Linked DNA regions of Zea mays: region 2 is linked to region 1. A link is a contact called in public Hi-C data. All regions are on one chromosome and are shown on one strand. Each heading gives the region's core, a stretch centred on a gene start, on an enhancer-like site or on the middle of the called end of the contact. The rest is flanking DNA. Distances are from core to core; before and after follow the strand shown. Region 1 holds the start of LOC100284697. Region 2 has its middle 110 kb from the start of LOC100284697.

Region 1 (5,691 bases), core at 788-3,287:
CTCGCTTGTCTTTCTGAGCTGTGCATGCACAACGATTTGGGCTTGAGTGGTGCTGCTAAAGTCTCCATGGGATGAGCTTGAGGTGCACTACTGTTTATCCGGCTTCTGAAGGGCGCCTTCGGTTTTGTGCATAGGCTCATTGGGTTGCTAACTGGTAGTTTTTTTTGGTTATAAGATTCTTCATATTTTTTTTCATTTAGATTAAAAGTTTGTGGCGTGCCCAGTGCCCTTGATTGCAACCATGAAGCTGCAGTTTCTGCTGTAGTGATTTTGGTCTGATGCTCAAATATAATGTTGAGAGTGTGTCTGCGTGCTATTGCTTCAAGCACACTGTTTTTACTGGGTTCCTTCTGAAGAAGCCACACATGGTTTTCTTTTCGTTTCTTCTTTTACCTGTTTGAATATTCCCATTGAAACTTGTATATGTGTCTCATCTACCTTCCGGAAAAGAGGTTAAAAGAGTATATCATGTTTTATGTTAGTCTGAAAAGACGTTTCAACGTTCGTTTAAACGTTTAAACGTTGAAAAGTTGGTTCATAACATTTTAACATTTTACCACTTTAATAACCATGATCGTAACATTTCCAGCACAGCACTACAGCAAAAAATGGCACGACTGAAAATTAAGATCAAGCCCAATTCTTCAATTAACTACTAATGCATACTGTTAGGCTGGCTCCAGCAAGAACCTCTAAAGCCTCATGTACTCTAAATATAGAGGACCAAACGGTTCTCTATGCTCTCCAACAGCGTCCTCTAAACGGTCCTCTAAATTTAGAGAACGCTGCTGGATTCTCTATATATAGAGTTTCTCTAAACGGTCCTCTATCCACTTGAATACTTTAAATAACCGGTTTAGCAAAACTAAAACATTTACAATACATTTAAGAGTATGACAAATACGTATGTATAAAAATAAAAAATAAAAAATGTCTCTAATATAGGTATTTACGTATAGAGGACGTGATTTAGAGGACATTGTTGGAGAGGAAGGAAATATAGAGGATAAAATCTTGTAGAGGAGACTGTAAAGGACGGATATAGAGGATGGATATAGAGGATGTTGCTGGAGACAGCCTTAGATATAGGGGTCCCTAAAATGCACTAGTACTTATAAAGTGGTGCATAACTAAAAGACTGAGCCCAGCGCAAGTACAAGCCACCAAAAAAAAGGCTAACTGGAAACATATACAACTCCCATTACATATGGATGGAAAGCCATGACATACCAACCAACCAAACAGGGTGACCTGAAGGACGGAACAATGATTCCACAACTTAATGGACAAGATTGACAATCGCAGAACAGAGACGACACCACGCGCAGTTAAGCACACAATAACCGAAATGCCTTGGTCATTTGATGCCCCTAACTTTCTCAGCACCAGCAACAAACAAACAGTACCACAAGCACGCACATCTGGTGGAATGAGAGGCTCGAAGCACGTACAAGGATATGTTGCGGAGCCGAAACTTACCGATCACCCAAAAACAGAAGAAAAAGACACAATCCTGCGAACCCGTGCTGATTAGAGTAGGGCAACAACAAAATTCGACCGAGAAACGTCTCTCCCACACGCCCAGGCATAGCAAACCGCGACCTTCGTCGCGCCTCCACGTTGGGAACAACCGGCTCCTCGCCCGAACCGGCCTAGATCCGACCGCGACGCAGGCGGGCAGATCAGGGCGCCCACAGAACGAATACCGCGGCCAGATCGAGCGGCGGGGAGGGGGCGAGCGGGCAGGCGGGCGACAGGACCATGCGAAACACAGCTCACGGGCAGCAAGAGAGGAGAGACAGATCTGGGGGAACGCCGGCCGTTACCTGACGAGACGAGCGGCGGCGGCGGGAGAGCGCGACGAGGGCAGCGTGTGGTGACGGCGAATCCGAGATCGGCGTCTCGGATTCGATGCGGCGGTGGCGTTTGTGTGGGAGAAGAGCGGGGAAAGGAAGGAAGGGAGGGTTTGGGGGAGGCGGTTATAAAGGGTTCCGACGGAGGCGGGGCGCGGCTCGACCCGTTCCTCTTCCTCGCTTCCTCGGGTCGGGGGACGGACGTGCTCCGTGCGTGGCTCCGTGCGACCGGTAGGGTTTGGTTTCGTTTCGTGCGATCCGTCTCACTCTTGCGCTGCGCGGTGGGCCTGGCTCGTTTTTAAATGGGCCGGCGTGCGTCGCACGTGCTGGGCCTTTTCGTTTTCTTTCCCCGTATCTGCGGCGCCGCCGCGGCAGCGGGCACCAAGCCACGAATGGAGACGTGTACGACATGATTTTTTCTATCCGCGAGTATATTAACGAGCAAAAACTTCTATCCGTCATATATATGGGTTAGTACTGTTCATACTCGTATACTCATGGATAAAATATATTTATATCAATGCTATTATAACCATCTAATAGAGCTCATCTTAGCTAAAATAAAACACTTCTCTAACTATCATTTATCTAGCGACTAAGTTATTTAATCATATGATTTGTTATATGTAAAGTTGAACTTGTTTTTGTATATTTATTTAATATTTTGCGTGATTGATATATTGGAATTTAAGACTTTTCCTAGTGGGTACGACTTACCCGACGGAAAAAATTACTCGCACGGTTACGGGTATGCATAAGATTTTATATCTGCAAGCATATATGGGGTGATGGATATAATTTTTTTAATAGATATGAATATGGAATGGTACTACCGAATAAGTATATATCGTTGTCATCCCTAGTCACGTCACGGTTGACGTACCTGTAGGGATGAAACGGTCGGTAAACACTAAAATCATTACCGTTTTCATATTTTTTATCGGAAACAAAATCGAAAACGGTAACTCCGGAAACGGAAACGATATCGGTATTTCGGAAACATCGGAAACGAAAGTTTGGTGCGGAAAATACACCGGTAACGGTCGAAATCTAAAATACGATCGATAAACATATCAAACTTCATAATACAACAAAGTTGACAAAAGATCACAAAGACCACAAGTTCACAATTCATGATATAACAAGTTCGCAATATAACAAGTTCACAAGGATCACAAATTTATAATATAAAAAGTTTACAAAGATCACAAGTTCACAATATAACAAGTTCACAGTATAACAAGTTCATAAAGATCACAAGTTCACAGACTCAAAGTTCATAATTCACAATATCCACTTGATCTAGCTGACATGACTGACATGTTTACTTATGAAATATTTTTCCTCGCATAAAGAGCTTTTCACAACCTCACATGAAAACCCTAAAACCTAGTGTGTGGATGAAAGTCGCCTAGAGGGGGGGTGAATAGGCAAATCTGAAATTAACAAACTTTAAGCACAATCTACAAACCGGGGTTAGTGTTAGAAATAAAGTCGAGTCCGAAAGAGAGGGCGAAAACAAATCACAAGCAAATGAAGAGTGTGACATGGTGATTTGTTTTACCGAGGTTCGGTTCTTGCAAACCTACTCCCCATTGATGTGGTCACAAAGATCGGGTCTCTTTCAACCCTTTCCCTCTCTCAAACGGTCACTTAGACCGAGTGAGCTTTTCTTCTCAATCAATTGGAACACTTAGTCCCCACAAGGACCACCACACAATTGGTGTCTCTTGCTTTGATTACAAAGGTCTTGAGAACAAGAAATGGGGAAGAAGAAAAGCGATCCAAGCGCAAGAGCTCAAAGAACACGGACAAAACTCTCTCTTGTAGTCACTATTGCTTTGAGTGGAATTGGGACTTGGAGAGATTTTGATTCACTCTAATTGTGTCTTGTATTGAATGCACTAGCTCTTGTATTGAATGTGTTGGCTGAAAACTTGGATGCCTTGAAGTGTGGTGGTTGGGGGGTATTTATAGCCCCACCCACCAAAATGGCCGTTGGGGAAGGCTGATGTCGACGGGTGCACCGGACAGTCCGGTGCGCCAGCCACGTTACCCAACCGTTAGGGTTCGACCGTTGGAGCTCTGACATGTGGGGCCACCGGACAGTCTGGTGGTGCACCGGACAGTCACTGTTCACTGTCCAGTGCGCCTTCTGGCGCCTGCTCTGACTCTGCGCGCGTTGTCCGCGCACTGTAGCTTCACTGTTCACTTTTGCAGACGACTGTTGGTGTTGTAGTCGTTACTCCGCATGGCACACCGAACATTCCGGTGAATTATAGCGGAGTGGCATTTCCAGAAACCCGAAGGTGGCAAGTTCGAGTTGATCTACCCTGGTGCATCGGACACTATCCGGTGGCACACCGGACAGTCCGGTGCGCCAGACCAGGGCAGCCTTTGGTTTTCTTTTGCTCCTTTCTTTTGAACCCTATCTTGGACTTTTTATTGGTTTGTGTTGAACCTTTGGCACTTGTAGAACTTATAATCTAGAGCAAATTAGTTAGTCCAATTATTTGTGTTGGGCAATTCAACCACCAAAATCATTTAGGAAAAGGTTTGACCTTATTTCCCTTTCAATCTCCCACTTTTTGGTGATTGATGCCAACACAAACCAAAGCAAATAAAAGTGCAGAATTGAACTAGTTTGCATAAGGTAAGTGCAAAGGTTGCATGGAATTAAACCAATTTACATTTTATAAGATATGCATGGATTGCTTTCTTCATTTTAACAATTTGGACCACGCTTGCACCACATGTTTTGATTTTGCAAATGTTTTGGAAATTCTTTTCAAAGTCTTTTGCAAATAGTCAAAGGTATATGAATAAGATTTCGAGAAGCATTTTCAAGATTTGAAATTTCTTCCCCTGTTTCAAATGCTTTTCCTTTGACTAAAACAAAGCTCCGCCTAGATGAAATTCTCCTCTTAGTGTTCAAGAGGGTTTTTCTATTTGAAAGAAGATCAAATATTTTAGATGCCCATTTTGAAAAACTCCTCCTTTAAAATATATATACCAATGAGATAGAATTTTTTAGAGGAAAACTAATTTCAAAGATACCAATTGAAGAACAACTTAAGCTTTGTTTTGAAAAATTTTGAAATTAGCGTGGTGGTGCGGTCCTTTTGCTTTAGGCTAATACTCTCTCCCCCTTTGGCATTAATCGCCAAAAACAGAGTCTTTAGAGCCCTTCATTACTTTTCTCTCCCTTTGGCAAACAATATATGAGTGAAGATTATACCAAAGTGGCGGGCGGTGTGGAGTGACGGCGAAGGATAAATAATTTGATGGAGTGGAGTGGAAGCCTTGTCTTCGCCGAAGAACTCCATTTCCCTTTCAATCTATGACTTAGCATAAAATACACTTGAAGACCACATTAGTCATAGCAAATGAAGAGATATGATCAAAGGTATATAAATGAGCTATGTGTGCAAGGTATCAATCAAAATTATGAGAATCAAGAATGTTTAGCTCATGCCTAAGTTTGGTAAAGGTTTTCTCATCTAGTGGCTTGGTAAAGATATCGGCTAATTGTTCTTTGGTGCTAACATAAGCAATCTCGATGTCCCCCCTTTGTTGGTGATCCCTCAAAAAGTGATACCGAATGGCTATGTGCTTAGTGCGGCTATGCTCAACGGGATTATCCGTCATGCGGATTGCACTCTCATTATCACGTAGGAGAGGGACTTTGGTCAATTTATAACCATAGTCCCTAAGGGTTTGCCTCATCCAAAGTAATTGCACGCAACAATGGCCTGCGGCAATGTACTCGGCTTCGGCGGTAGAAAGAGCTACAGAATTTTGTTTCTTTGAAGCCCAAGACACCAAGGATCTTCCCAAG
Region 2 (5,982 bases), core at 836-3,335, 110 kb before region 1:
GTTAAATAATTACATCATACGAAGACAACGATCCAGCAACACAAAGTTGACTGGGAGATGACGGCCTAAACCACTCACGAACTCATCACTGCATCCTTCATGCGCCTCATCCTGTGGTACCTGTTCTTGACTTGGGGGATGTGAGTGCAACAAGGGTGAGCTCACATACGTTCATCGCTCAACAAGTTGTGGGGAATAATTTGCATGAACTCACCAAAGGTGGGAGCTCATGTGAAGTGTAAGGCTTACCAAAGGAGATGGTTAAATTTGAGCATTGCTTTTAGAGTTGGTCAAAAATTTATTAGCAGTTACTAAGTAAAAGTAGATACCAACCCAAATAAATAAGAGATCAAGATTAATAATAACACCCACAATGCAATACATATGACAAATTAAGTTTAGTTCCATAAATTACTCATGTGAGGGTCCGAGCTGCTCATGACCATGAGCACGACTGATATACCAGTTTTACACTCTACAGAGGTTGCACATCTTTACTCATAAGTCATGTTACCCATTTGCCAAGGGATCACGACTTCTCATTCATCTCTACCGAGGAGACGAGGCAGGGTACCACTATGAGGCCTTTACAAAGTTCTACTAGCTTCTGAAAACCCGCTACGGTTTCTGAGAAGGGCAATATAGGAATCCCACGCCCGAAAAGACATCACAGCATAATCGACCCGAGAACCTCCCTATATGTAGCTCCTCTACCGCCCTTGCCCCTTTCAGGTAAGGTAGTCTTCCACTAGCTTTCCTAATTAGTCAGCAATGGTGTCCCATACCACCCTTGTGGTAGCACTGTTTTCCCGGGTGGTCGCTCTATGTTCCAATTAACACAATGATCTTCTCATGAACAATAATTAAAACAACAGTATAACTAGAACATGATCATAATATAACATTAATTTCCCAAAACTAGGTGGAGCAATAGCAAAACTACCCAATAGTGCTTCTGTTTGCAAGGTAAGGGATAAACAATGCTAGGGAAACCTATTGGGTCCCATAAAATTAACCTGAGCATGTCACATTGATTAACAGGAACATTATTAGGTAAAAAAAGTGATCAAGGACACAACTTGCCTGGGACTCGAGATTCTAGGTACCAAGTTAGTCTTCAGATTCCCGTGACATCACCGCTACTCGTAGCAAAACATACAAATAAACAAAGAGTACATAAAAATAACAATACAACAATCATGAGAACAAATGGCGTAAGAATCTTCTATGTGATGCTACGAGATTGTAGGTTCGAGAAGTATTAAAATCAGGGTTATGGTTCAAAAGATATAGTTTTCTAAAGTTTAAGGTGTTTAAACACTAACACTATATTATATGTTGATTAATAAAAATCAAGTGAGAAAAGATATTAAAGAAATAACTAATTTAAGTTATATCTTAATTGGAAATCATATTTTAGTCAGATTATAATTATTGACGGATTAACTTTGATTAGAAGGATTAATCTATTAGACATAGGTTAAATGCATATTTATTTTTACAAACATATTATCTGATAAAATATCGTTACAAAAGCTTATGCAATATTATTACAAAGTTAATGCAACTAGAACAGACTAAATCGGAGTTAAAATGAACAAAATATGAATTAAACAAGTTTTAGGGATATTTTAAGTATAAATTTTATATTAAGATTACTTCTAGGGGCGTTTCTTCAAATTTCTAGGGACTGGTTTGCAATTTCGAAACCTAACCCGAGGGTCCCATTACTGAGCACAGGACAACATGTTAGTTTGTGAAAAGCATAGGGTCTCATATGTCAAAGTGCATGGCGAAGGGGTATTGGATGATTCTGGTCGTCCAGATCAGATCCCACGACCAGGTTAGAATTGCCCTTAATGCGAATCGGTATTCAAAGGTAGCCATCGGATCGAGATCCGTCGCCTAGTGTTTTAAATAACCGAGACCCAGTTTTGACCGTCCATCACCCAATCACCGGCTTTGATTACACAGACGAGGGACGCGCTTCTGATTTAATTGTGACCGCCCAACAAGCAATCAACGGACCAGATTTAAAGTGCCCGGAGCTAACCTCGATCACGTGCTTTTCGATCAACGGTTCTGATCGACTTCGGCTGGACACCTATGACAAGCTAATCCCTGCCGTTCACCACGATCCAACGGTGGATCCATGTCCCTCCGTGATCGGATTTAACGGTCAGATCTCCCTCTCCCTCACACACACACCCCCAGCCGAAAGCAGGAAGAGACGCCAGCGCCGCAACGGCGCCATGGCTAGAACGGCAGCCCGCCCGCCCGGGAACTCAATTTCCTAATAAAAATAATGTTATACCGAATTGGGGACATGGGGAAGCTGCGGAAAAGGCTCTCACCGGAATTCACAGGGAAATTCTTGACGGCCACGGCGCGCTGGGGATTGTCGATGAAGTTAAGCAACAACGAGCAATTCTCGCGACTCCAGCGATCCCCGGTGTCGGCAACTCCTTTGCCCAAGTACTAGGGTCCCTAGTGATCCCGCTGGTGCCATCCGTCAAGGACATACGGCCCAGGGAGCAGATCGCAATGACGGCGGGCTGTCCCCTGTCCTTTCTATTTCTCAGACATGGTGACGCACAATTGGGCACAGGGGTCACGGCTCGACCCATATATGCGTCGAGGGAGGGCGAGTCCGAGCCGAGAAGGTCGGTTGCGAGATCCATGAGTTGTTGCAACAGAACCCCGAGGAAGCGGGGAGGCAGCTATGGTGTGGCGCGTGCGAGATTATGAAGAGAAGAAGGGACTGACCACAGGGGCCCACAAATAAGTGAACTAGGGAGTTAACTGACATACCGGCCCTGCGGATAGTGACCGAGCGCACGCGGTGGGAGGGAGTTGCAGAAGTGGGCTGCGCAGTGGGAAACCGGGATCGAGCCGCGGAGATTAGTGGGCCTGCGTGGGGGACTAGGGTCCACATATGAAGGGGGGAGTGGACCCATGCGGGTATATCAGCCCAGGAGGCCTAGATAAGGTTCTTTTCTATTTTTATTTATTTTCTGTTTTATTTTCTATTCTCCTTTTAATTTCAAGTTCAAACTCATAATTCAAATGGGAATTTGAAGTTTCAGTTTTAAGATGCAACAATCAAAATATCCAGTATGAGGTACATGTCATGTTTATTTTATATGTTTAGGCAAATCCTTAATTTATGGAACACACATTATTAGGAAATACTATTTTGGATGTATGATTAAATTAAAGGTTCGTCCAAACCTCAATATTCATTGCTTACTTAATTTAGGAGATATAAAATCTCCACCATGATTTATTTAACTTTTTCTAAGTTTTGAATAGCAAGTTATTATTAAATCATTTAGAGAGATATACTTTATAAAGGAAGGAAATCATTATTAGAAGACATTTTAATTCAATTCATTTGGAGAAACCTTTATAAATCACAAAATAGAATTTTGGGTGTTACAAATTCTACCGCCTTAAAAATAATCTCGTCCTCAAGATTTGTACGAAAGGGGATGCAACTTGTTTGGTTTGTAGTCTATGTTTCAGTTTCTAATTGGTTTTAATACCAAAAGATATTTTTTAGTCTATATCATAAATTATCAGGTGATTAGGACAGCATGGGTATATATAGGAATAGCCACTTTATTATGTAGGATAAAAGATGTCTTTAAAGCATAGATAGGTTTGGGTAAGAAAGAATAGGGTAAGGAAAGACTCCATCCAAGATTGTGGATCTAGCTCCCTTTGGGGGTCTGGCTTGACTCCTATTCTTCCTTAACGAGGTTGATATTTTCCTTCTCGAGCTTTGGTGTCTTCATCCGGGTTAGGGACTAGAGGTTAAGATAGATTTGTAAGTAACACTTTAGTGGATAGAGCAGCTAGTTTAGTAGGTGGCTATGAGTTAAATGAGATTAGTGAGATTCTGGTTTGGTTGTTTGCTTCTAGATTGGTTGGATAGGTTATGTAACCTATTATGTTGCTCAAGTTGTTGTTCATGGTCGAGTTGGTCTAAGGCACTAGTTTAGGTTTAAGTGCATTAGGGGAGAACAAGGTTCATAGGAGTAGGATCCAGTTTATTTCACTAGTGTGAACTTGTTAAGTGACTCACATTAGATTGGATAAGATCTAGATTAGTTTGGCATGACTAGATTAGACCAAATAGGATCTAATTAATTTGTACTAGATAATGGTTGTTTCACTAGGAGAGAATAAGCAAAGTGGTTAGGATAAGATAAGATAGAATCTATAAAGCTAGATAAATTCTAACGGGGGATAATCTAAGTTAACTTAGTTATCTTATATAAAATGGACGTGAAAAGTGCCTTCCTCAATGGTCTTATCAAGGAAGAGATGTATGTTGAGCAACCTCCCGACTTTGAAGACAATGAGTATCCTACACATGTTTATAAGCTCTCAAAGGCGCTTTATGGGCTCAAACAAGCCCCAAGAGCATGGTATGAATGCCTAAGAGACTTTCTTATCACTAATGGTTTTAAAATCAGAAAAACTGACCCTACTCTCTTCACTAAAACAATTGACAAAGACTTGTTTATTGTTGACATGGATTTTGGCCTCATCAAAATATATGCTATGTGGGCTAAATAACTTTGATTCATGTGACCACTAAATTTTGATTCATATGAAATAAGCAAATGTTCTATAAATAATATATGAATATTTAAAGTAGCCATGGCTTCTAATCTCCTTGTGCTCTAAAAGTTTAGCACTTCAAAATATTGAAATATGTATGGAATAAAAAATATACCAATGTAAATATATGGCCAATAAACATTCCCCATAGAATATGACATATATAGCGCCGGCTAAATACAAATTTATTTAGCTAGATAAACAAATGGCGGGAAATATGACATGCAAATGACCGTTCGTCGTAAGTGTAAATAGAGCCAATAAAAATTTCAACTTACTTTTATATACATATATAGTTAAATACTGCAAAGTAGTCTTCTCTAAAATAATAATAACAATAATATATAATATATTAAAATAAATAAAATGAAAGAAAAAAAAGAGAAAGAGAAAAAGAAAAAGAAAGAAGAGGAAATAAGATACGTGCGGCCAAAGAAAACAGAAATAAAACAAAAATACATAAAAAAGAAACAAAAAAGAAACGAAAAGAAAGAAGAAGCAAATTAGAGCACGGTTCAGTTGGCTCACAGTCAACGCACGTCAGGCGGCTTGCACCCATTTTCACGCGTATGATCCGTCATGTCTCATGTACGTGAATGAGCAGTTGTCATTTTGCACAATCCTCCACCCCGCATGCACACCAGATAAAATTTAAATTTATATATTTCCTTCTTCCGCTCGAGTCACGAAGACACGACCACGATTTGACTGCACGTCTCCGCGCACGCCGCACGCCAACTGCACTGCACGGCCACGATGTCTGCAGCGCGTCTGCGCCTATAAATAAGAGGTCACCGTCAGGCTACAGGGGGTAGACAAAAAAAGGACCACCAGGCTGCTGAGATCAGGAATCGACGTCAGGCTGATAGACTAGTCTGCTGCTCACATCGTTTCCGCTCAGGCTGCTGCGTTCTCCCGCTACAAAAAAAAGGGCACCGTCACATCGCGAGAAGAGCTCCATCAACCTGCTGTAGCGTTTCATCAACAACAAATTCTTCAGCAATCACCTCTCTCTAAGGCATACCTTAGAGAGAAACTGGTTCCAAAGACCTCAAGAGCATACCCTTGAGGAAGATCACGTCACCGGATTATACACAATCGCAAGGGCATACCCTTGAGAGAGATCATACTGCAAGGGCATATACGCCGTTGTGGCCTAACGGAAAGGTCTACTGCAAGGTAAGAAAAGCCCCTTATATCGCTGCACTGTTCCTTGTCTTCTTTACCGTCGAGTTTGATAACCTCCACGCGCATACACGACCTCATATATTGGAAGAGTTATGTTCTTCCATTCATGTTGTTGAAGTCGGCATCATGATAAATACAATTGTAATCCGCGCATATGTATAAAAC

Evidence for each region. A called contact is a pair of places that touch in the nucleus more often than the background predicts.
Region 2: a contact with region 1 is called in a Hi-C map of leaf, with 5 times the contacts expected there. The contact joins the enhancer-like site here to the promoter of LOC100284697 in region 1. A contact is called at or near these places in 3 of 25 Hi-C or Micro-C datasets (ear, leaf and tassel).

The regions. Positions count from the first base shown.
Region 1 is chr5:81,151,124-81,156,814 of Zm-B73-REFERENCE-NAM-5.0, reverse strand. LOC100284697 reads right to left here and starts at 2,037. Exons shown (of 5, transcript NM_001157592.2): 1 at 1,827-2,037.
Region 2 is chr5:81,257,659-81,263,640 of Zm-B73-REFERENCE-NAM-5.0, reverse strand. No RefSeq gene overlaps it. Among protein-coding and RNA genes, the nearest start is that of LOC100284697, 110 kb to the right of the region's middle. Within about 2 kb of position 2,085, at least 18 of the 20 cell types and tissues checked have an H3K27ac peak or open chromatin away from gene starts, as enhancers often do. A contact at or near this core is called in ear, leaf and tassel, where this site is marked.